Regions from separate parts of the Rattus norvegicus genome. Here region 2 is linked to region 1. Evidence: chromatin contacts called from public Hi-C data. All regions are on one chromosome and are shown on one strand. Each heading gives the region's core, a stretch centred on a gene start, on an enhancer-like site or on the middle of the called end of the contact. The rest is flanking DNA. Distances are from core to core; before and after follow the strand shown.

Region 1 (4,671 bases), core at 1,565-4,064:
CATTCCTTCCCCCCCTTACAGTTCATTCTCTTATTTTCCTTGTCCGCTTAGTAGATTGCTCTGCAAGTTCCAACCCGCCCAAGGAAGATGGGACAGGAGGGCCTGGAGGGCTGGTGTGTTCGCCTGGGGCCCTTAAGGGGGCAAAAGAAATCAATCGAGGGGAAAAAGAAGTCAGCACCCTGGGAACCCAGAAAACAGGGCCAGGCTCGGTTGGCAGTCCTCTGCGGGGATCTTCTGCCAAATGTCCTACTGGGAATTTTACCAGTGACAGGAGAGACAGTGCCACTCTGGGAGGAGAACCCAGCTCCCAAGCTCCGGTGTGTTTGCAAATATAAATGTGAAGGGAGCATCCTAACTTGTTCCTCCTGGCTCAGAACTCTTTATTTCAAAACCGGGGCCCCCGCCCCTCCCTAACCCCTCTGGCACCTTCTCTGAAAACAACCATAATCCCTCCCATTGACCTCTTGCAAACTGCCTCTGGGTAAAACTTTGTACCTCGGAATCCTGCAGATGAGGTGGGGGTGGGGGTGGGGTGCTTGGGACAAGGGTGAAGTTTGGAAATCTGCAGAGACTCCGGATAGCGAGTGCAATGTACCCTGGGGCATAAAGAAACCCGGCGCCCCTCCCCCGCCCCCCAGCAGGAGGCCTGAGGCCAAGCTGGTTAAAAAAAAAAGTGCACAGGCCGGCTGCAGCGGCTAAGGGGATTAGAAGAGGGTTGCCCGCCTCCAGCCTGCCCCTGGCGGCCGGCGACGGGCACGCAGGCTGGAGGCGCGCCGGCGTGATTCCGACCGCCGGAGCCGGGAGGAGGAGCCGGAGGTGGCTGAGGGGGGCTCCGGCCCAGGCGTAGGAAGGGCAAGAGGCGGTTCGGGCCGGGGGCGGTGCCAGGAGGTGGGTGGGCTTGGCGCCCGGGGCGGGGGAGGGGTCTAGGGGACTGGGGAAGGGCAACTGAGCCCAGGGTGGGGGCGGGGGTACTGAGCGGGGCAGAGGTGTGCAGTAGGGGGACCGGGCTGAGCTGGCTGGGCCTCCCTAGAAGGTAGAGGGAAGCCTCCAAGCCGGTTTTGCAGATGTCCTCACCCTCCGGCGGAAAAGCTACGAGTCTCCAAGCTGACCCAAGATCACCCCTTGCCCGAAGAAGGGGAGATCTCAAGAGCCCAGGGATGGGCGGGAAGGGACCATGGGGAGCCACAAGTCTGCACCCAGGCGGGGAGTGGGCGAGCGAGAGCCGCTCCGCAGGCGCAGGCAAGTGGGTGGGAAGGAGGGAGGGAGAGGGAGGAAGGAGGTGAGCCGGGAAGATGCCACTGCCGGGGGCGGGGCCGGGGATCCGGCAGAAGGACTGCAGCAGTGTTTGGTGGGGGCGGGGGCTGCAATGTCACTCATTTTGGGGTCAGGTGCGTGTGTCCCAGGCATGGCCCGCCACTTGTCTGCTGCTCCTAGGCACCACCCAGAGTTTAGTAAGGGCGGAGGGAAGGGGGGGGGGAGCTGCAGAGTCGTCCCTGAAGCGGGACGCGAACCAGCAGAGTTGGGAGAAGGTAAACAAGGGCCACGCCCCCTGCCGTCGCCCCGCGAGCGCGCACCCGCCGCTCCGGCCGTCGCCGGTACATTTCCACTCTCGCAGTGCCTCTCCCCCACCGGACTCCCGCGCAGCACCGGGAAGCTGCTGTCCACTACCCCAATATGCACCCTGGCTGCCGGGGTTGCGCACCCAGCACTCACCTGGGAACGTTGTCCCCCGCCCCTTAAAAAGAAAAAAAAAACTAATTTGTGCAATGCCTCTGAACCCAAGAACCGAGCATGCTGCCCCCGCGTGCAGCTCCCGCGTGCACCCAGCCTGGAAAGGGGGCGCAGGGCGGAGGCGGTGGCCCCCGGAAGGTGTCTAGGACTGGACCGGCTGCACGTGAGCCCAGCGCGGGGTCATGTGCATCGGCTCAGCCCGGTTCGGCACCCGGACGTGCTGCGTATCAACAAAATGAAACTCGGGTAGACAGAAGGGCAGATGGCTCCAGGTTTCCCGTGCCCCGGTGCCCTGCCGCTCGGCCTCCCCACCCCGCACCCCGGTCGCGCCGCAGCCCCTCGGGCCGGCCGGAGCCCGCGAGGCAAGTTGCAGCCCCAGCGCCCCCACCCGCCCGCGCCCCCTCGCCGGCCCAGGGGCGCTTTGCCGCAGTCATTAATAAAGAAGGTCGCCAGGCTCACCCTTCCAAAAGTTGTTGCATGCGCCCCTCTCAGCCTCCCCGCACTGTACTCTTTAAAACACGGCTGACCAACATGCGCAATCTCTCTCCCCAGTGCTGTGCGTCCCCCCCCCCCCCACCCCCCGCGCTGGCTTCCTAGAACAGGCAGCCAGCGAGAGAGGGAGCGAGCGAGCAAGAGAGAGAGGGAGCGAGGAGCACTGGCAGATCTGTTGAAAAAAAAAAAAAGCCCACAAAATAACGCCGTGGAGATGCGCAGGGCCCATCCGCCGGGGGCTGGCTCTTACCTTGCTCCGCGGTGCCCTCCCGAGGGGCGCTGCCCTCGGCTACGCGCCGCGGCGGGGGCCGGCGCGGGAAGGATGCTCCTGAAGCCAGGAGCTCCTGGGGCCGGCGCGGGAGGGCGGGGGGCGCGCATCCATCCGGGGTCGTGGCGAGGGAGGCGACCGGGCCGCAGCGTCCCCCAAGCCCCGCACCCCTGCTGGGAAGATGGTCAGCCCTCCAGTCCAGAGCTGGTGCCACTAGGAGTGGGCGCAAAGTAACTCCATGGACGCTACTCACCCCCCCAAAAAATAGCCTCCAACTGCGATGGCCGCGGTCGGCACCATTCACCAACCCCCGTGTATGTTTCTGTTTCTTTTTAAACCAAGACTTCCTTGTGATCTCTTTAGAGGGGGAAAAAATGTGTTGGGGTGGGGGTGGGGTGGGGGCGGGCAAGAAGAGAGGGAGGGGGAGTAGCCACTTTTTTCTAATTCACTCGGATCTCCGCTCCCGGCACCCCCCTGTCGTGTCCCCCCCCTTCCCAGTTGTTTGGCTCCGGCGACAGTCCCAGGTAGCGTTGCGGCCCCCCCGGGGGGGGTGCCCTGCACGGTCACCCGTCCGCCTGCACGCGGGCCCGGACTCCTCGTGGACTCTGGGGCGCCCCCAGCCCGCCCTGTCCCCAGGGCCGGGCCCGAGCGCCGGCTGAGCCCGTGCAAGTCCCATCAGGTCGGCTCACACTTCACACACTCACACACATACCCCGCCCCTCCACTCGCTCACTCACACTTTCTGCTCACACCCCGCCCCCTTCGCGCCCCAGACCCAGGCGGAGCCCCCCGCAACCTTAAAAAAAAAAAAAGCAAGCTTATACTTAAAAAAATCTTTTGGCGCCATATTAATGACGTACTTAAAATTTGCCATTTCTCCCTGCGTCAAAAAGACGTTTCTTTGCAAATAACAGCCTGGAGGCGACACTCGCGGAGGAAACGAGGCTTGCACGGAGTACCCAGCCCGCCCGCCCCACCCCCAGGGACTCCGGTGCTGGAAGACCCTCGCCCTCCGCCCGGTTTCGGAATCACTGGTTTTAAAATCGAAATCGAATAAATCGCGTGGCGTTTTTTGCAGCGCCAGAAGTGAGCAGAAAGTGCAGGCAGGAGTGCAGGGGAGGGGCGCGCATGGGGCTGGGGGAGGGGGCGCGGTCCTCCTTCCCCCCACCCACACCAAATGCAAACTAGCATCCTAGGTAGGGAAAGTTGAAATTGTGGGCGACCTCCGGAAGAGAGGGGCAGTCCTTAGAGGGGGGTCCCTTCTTGGGCTCGTTGCCCCCTCCCCCTCGCGGGTGCCTCCTGGCGCCCGGTGCTGCCCTGCATTTCCGGGGGGGGGGGGTGAGGCGCACTGTGATGGGTGGGTGGCTAGCAGGGTGGCAACATGTCCTAGCCTCAGGAGGAGTTTGCCCCCGGGTACCCCCTTTCTCCTGCCTCGTGCTTTTTATAACCGCAAAGGGTTAAAAACCGAGGGGCAACTTCCCTGGGTTGGTACTTGGCAGAGAAGCGGGGCGCCCCTCTCCCCACCCTCTCCTTCTCGCCCCTCCTCCTCCGACTCCACTTCCCGACTTGACCTTGTGGTGCACAAACAGTGCTCTCCAATCCTCGCAGTTTCTGGAAGAAGAGCCTGCGCTCGCCAGGCGGGCGGGCTGTCGGGCGGCTAGCCGGCAGTGGCGGAGCCTTGGGTCGGTTCCCTGAGCTGCGGGCCACACCCACCCTACCCGCTGCGCCTGGGGAGCTCACCTTCTCTCTAGGAAGGAAAAGGGCAGGCCTCCAGGATGGGTAGGCACGTGGGGGGCAACCTTTTGCCTCGTGGGAATGCTCCAGCTGGGGAGATTGGCTAGCTTCGGGCTGAGGTTTGGGGAAGCCTGGCCCAGCATCCCTAAGGCTTCTCATCTCATCCTTCCCAATATATTCTGCCCCTTCCAAGATAATACAATGATTTCACCCCCCAAACTCACCTTTGTTTTTGAAGGAAGGTGGATGAGTTTCAAATCCCTTTCCCTCTCCAGGACTGAAGGTTGTTTATTTTTCCTTTCCCCTCCACCCCCACCCCTCTTGCATGCAAAGATAAATATTCAATTTACATAAGATGACATTTATGTGACAATTAAGGAGATTCCCCGATGGAATGTTGTGAACACATTTGCTTATAGGAGAAATAAATCTAATAATAAACAAAC
Region 2 (4,605 bases), core at 813-3,312, 260 kb after region 1:
TTAAGGATCGATTGTCTTTGTAGATCCTAATCTTAGATCCTAAGGGTAGAAGGGATGCAGAGGACTAGAAATAAGCCAGCACTTTAAAAATAGGGCTGGGGGTATGTGAGTTTTTTGAAATGAGATTATTTACTTAAGCCACCTAGACACACTAGAACATTTTTGTCTTCAGCCTGACTGGCAGATGGCCCTGCACCATTTTGTGCGTCAGAAGTACAACATTAAGTGATTTGCCATTTCTACCAATTCCTCAATTTGGTGTTGTGCAATCCTGGGACACAGCTGGCATAATGAGGCGTGCATAGCAGTGCTCCATGCAGAAGGAAGAATCCCTGAAGACGGCTGAAGTGAATGCAGGGCAGTCAGGAACAGTGATACATGTTGGGTCCTGAAACTGCAGCTGAGAGAGAAGACTGCATAGCCTGAGCTTCCGCTGTTGCAGACATCTTGTGCAGCATGCTTCAATTGTGAATCAGCTCAGGTTAGAGCAACGAATGGCCTGCTACTAGAACATTCTCAGGGGGACCCTGGCTTTGAAAAGCCCCGATCTTTGCTGGAATCCTTCAGTAGGCTTTGAAGGGCAGGCACATAGCTTTGGAGTTTAGAGAAAGTGACCTGTGTGACTGGTGGCTTTTGCAAGGCAACTATGTGCTGAGACCTGAGGGAGACACGAAGGACGCTTGCAGGCAGGCTGTTAAGTATTGGCACAGGTCACAGATCATGTCCTCAGAGTTCGTGCACTGAACTCCCTCTCTCCATGGCATTTATTTGAACCAGGTTTTATTTATACTTACTTGTGGTACACATGCATGGAGGTCAGGGACAACCTGTAGTAGTCCCTTCCACCATGTGAGTTTGAGAGAAGGAGTTCAGGGCATCAGGCTTTGAGATAAACACCCTTACCCACTGAGCCATCTTTTACTGGCCTTTGAAACAGTTTTAAATTAATTTTTATCTTATGTGTATACGTGTTCCTGCTTGCTTGTCTCTATGTACACCATATGCTTGCAGTACCCAGAAATGCTAGAAGACAATGTTGAATTCCCTGGAGGCACCTAATGTGAATTCTGAAACTGATTTCAGGTCCTCTACAAGGACAGCAAGTGCTCTTACCCACTGAGCCATCTCTCCAGCCCCTGTCTCTAATATGTGTGTTTGTGCACATATGCACACACAGCACATGCACATATGTGCACATGGGCATGTAGGTGCCTGAGGAATCCACAAGAGGGTGTCAGATCCCCTGGAACTAGAGCGACTAATTGTGAGTTGCTCCATATGAATGCTGGGAACTGACGTTGGATCCTCTACAAGAACAGTGTGTACTCTTGACTTTGGGTCTGGTCCTTGGTTAATATTGCAAAACATAGTCAAACACCTCTGTCTCCTGCCATCACAGCTATCAGTCTGCAGCAGCAGCACCTCTAACTTTGGCCTGCATGAGACTATCCTATCAGTATGCAGACACAGCTCTCTGAACTCCCGGAAACAAACTCCTTAAGCACTTGCCCCTTCCTGTGCTCCCACAAGCAAAACTTAAAGAACATCTTGGGGACTGGAACTGGGGCTTGGTGGCACAGTGCATGCCCAGTGTGTGCCAAGGCCTTGGTTTCATTCCCAGGTCTGTGGAAAGCAAATGTCAGATCACCTCGTTGTCTTCTGTTGGTCCTTTCCGATTTATTTTTACTTTTAAATTTATGTTAGTGTTTATGGTGATATAGATTTGTGTGTGTGAGTATGTGTACATACATTCAAATTGCCCAGGGAGGCCAAAAGAGGGTATCAGATTCCCTGGAACTGGAGAAGCAGATAACTGTGAATAACTCTGGAATAACAGCCAGTACCCTATCTCTCTCTCTATCTCTTTCCCCCTCCCTCCCCCTCCCTCCCCCTCCCTCCCCCTCCCCCTCCTTCTCCCTCCCCCTCTTCCTCTCTCCCCCTCCCCCTCCCTCCCCCTCCCCCTCCTTCTCCCTCCCCCTCCCCCTCCTCCCCCTCCCCCTCCTCCCACTCCCTCCTCCTCCCTCCCCCTCCTACTCCCCCTCCCTCCCCCTCCTCTCTTTGAGACAGGTTTTTTTTTGTTTGTTTTTTTTTTTAAAGATTCATTCATTCATTTATTATATATAAGTACACTGTAGCTGTCTTCAGATACACCAGAAGAGGGCATCGGTTCTCTTTACAGATGGTTGTGAGCCACCATGTGGTTGCTGGGAATTGAACTCATGACCTCTGGAAGAGCAGTTGGGTGCTCTTAACCGCTGAGCTATCTCCAGCCCAAGACAGGTTTTTTTTTTTTTTTCTTTGTATAGCCCTGGCTATCCTGGAACTAGCTCTAATGACTAGGCTAGCCTCAAACTCAGAGATCTGTCTACCTCTGCCTCCCAGGTTTTGGGATTAAAAGGTCTGCACTGCCAGCACTGCTGCTACCTCAGACTCTGCCCTGCAAATCTGTGAAGAGATGGCAAAAAAAAAAAATCCCAGCTTGTAGCCTCAACTTCTACTGTGAGCTTCTGAGCTACATAACCAACTGCCCACTTGATGTGCTTCCTTTGACCAGCATCTCAAAATGAGTTCCTGGGGCCAACGAGCTGGTTCAGTGGGTAAAGGAGCTTGCTGTCAAGCCTGATGACTTGAGTTTGGTTCCCTGAATCCATGACGTGGAAAGCAAGAATTGATTCCCACATCTGTCTTCTGACCTCTGCCACAAGCTGAGTCTCATCCCTCTTCAAAAAGTAAATAAGAAATAAAAAGAAAATGACATCCTTGTCTCGAGTGCAAATTCCTGGTCCCAGAGGTCCAGTAGGGAGACTTCTAAAACTGTCTTTCTCCTTATTACCTGTCCTAGCTCAAGCCTCCTAAGAAAGCTCTCCTGCCCCTGCTGCCCAACCTAATGTGAACCCATTTCACAGAGGGGCACTGGCCCAGTGCTGGAGGACTGGACAGAGCTGCACTGGTTTTTTGAGGCCTCTGTTGGCCCGACAGGGTCAGACTAGGTCAGACAAGGCTTCTGGACAGGACCCCACTGAATTCTAGGTAGGAGGAGCAAAGGTGGGGGCGGGGGCAGAGTTGCTCTGTGACAGACAAGTGGCCCTCTGGCACTCTGGCACCATCTGCTGGGCAGACTACTGGGTGATGATGGTTTAGGGCATTAGCTAGGATGAAGCTGTGCAGCGACAGTCCCCTGTCTTTGCCTTCTCTGAGCCCTTGGGGGCACCCATCTGTTCTAGTAGGTTCTCCATTCTGAGGTGGAGTGGAGCAAAGCACAGGGCATTCTGTTCTGATAAGCTTTGGCCTCCTGTGTTGGGATAGCCACAGCCAGGCCCAAAGCCTATGTCCTCACTTCTCTGATGTGTAATCTGGCACCATTTATGTAGCCACACCATCTTTCCCTGGTGTTACAGAGTTGAGCTCCTGCCTGGCACACTAGTTTACACAGTGCCATTCCTCAGCTCCTGCCTTGGAGGGAGGCCCACAACCTGGGCCTCTGGTGGTATAGGGTATAAATGTGTGTCAACCAACTCTCTCCTCTGTCACTTAGTTGTGGACACCACTCTTGCCTTGAGTTTCTGACGAAGCATCCTGAGGTGAGCAAAGGCTCTGCGTGGGATGGCCCACGGAGAGGCAAGGACAGACTTTTCTGGAGCTTTGTCCAAGGTCAAGGGCCAAGGCTAGACTCTGGGCACTAAGCTGTCCTAGGGACCTTCCCACTGCGCTGCTCCCAACACCTTTTGTTGCTCCTCCAGCTTTGGCAGAGAGTGGTTGGGCAGCCATGTGAATGAGCGGCCACTGAAGCTCTAAGGTGACACCGACACGATGTAAAGCACACAGAATGTATTACCACATTGCTGGGTCCTAAAAACAATCTTTCAGGGTCTGGAGGAATGGCCTGGCTGTTCAGAGTACTTCTGAAAGATCTGGGTTCCACTTCCAGCACCTACATCGGGAATTCACAACCCTGGCCTCAAACACCAATAGCTCTGGTTCCAGGGGATCCAACACCCTCTTCTGGCCTCGGAGGGCATTTGCATGGATATGGTGCACATGCATGCATTTAGGTACATACGCATAAATATAAAACAAATCATACATTAATATTTTTTTCTTTTTCTTTTTTTAAAAATTTATTCATTTATTATATATAAGTACACTGTAGCTGTCTTCAGATACACCAGAAGAGGGCATCAGATCTCTTTACAGATTATTGTGAGCCACCATGTGGTTGCTGGGAATTGAATTTTAATATTTATTTTTTAAAAATTTTCTCTTTCTGCTGGGCAGTGGTGGTGCACACCTTTGATCCCAGCACTTGCAAGGCAGAGGCAGGTGGATCTCTGTGAGTTAAGGCCAGTCTTGTCTGCAGAGTGAGTTCCAGGACAGAGCTACACACAGAGAAATCTTAAAATTTAATCTATGTGCATGTGTGTGTGTATGTGTGTGTGTGTGTGTGTGTGTGTATGCTGCACACGCGTGCGCCTGTGTGTTCTGTATGTTATGCCATGCATGTGGATATCAGAAGGCTGCTGAGTCATCTTGCTGGCCCTATTTAAAATTTATTTTGTGTGTATGGTGTGTGCGTGCGTGACACATATGTTTTTGGAGACCAAAAGA

The links. A called contact is a pair of places that touch in the nucleus more often than the background predicts.
Region 2: a Hi-C map of hepatocytes shows a contact between it and region 1, with 1.7 times the contacts expected there. The contact joins the promoter of LOC120095320 here to the promoter of Jade2 in region 1. A contact is called at or near these places in 2 of 12 Hi-C or Micro-C datasets (hepatocytes and kidney).

What each region holds. Positions count from the first base shown.
Region 1 is chr10:36,620,895-36,625,565 of GRCr8, forward strand. Jade2 (jade family PHD finger 2) reads right to left here and starts at 2,815. Exons shown (of 12, transcript NM_001106998.3): 1 at 2,474-2,815. It overlaps LOC134480688 (a long non-coding RNA gene), which reads left to right and starts at 4,437. Exons shown (of 6, transcript XR_010055343.1): 1 at 4,437-4,671.
Region 2 is chr10:36,886,000-36,890,604 of GRCr8, forward strand. LOC120095320 (protein FAM162A-like) reads left to right here and starts at 2,063. Exons shown (of 1, transcript XM_063270098.1): 1 at 2,063-4,605.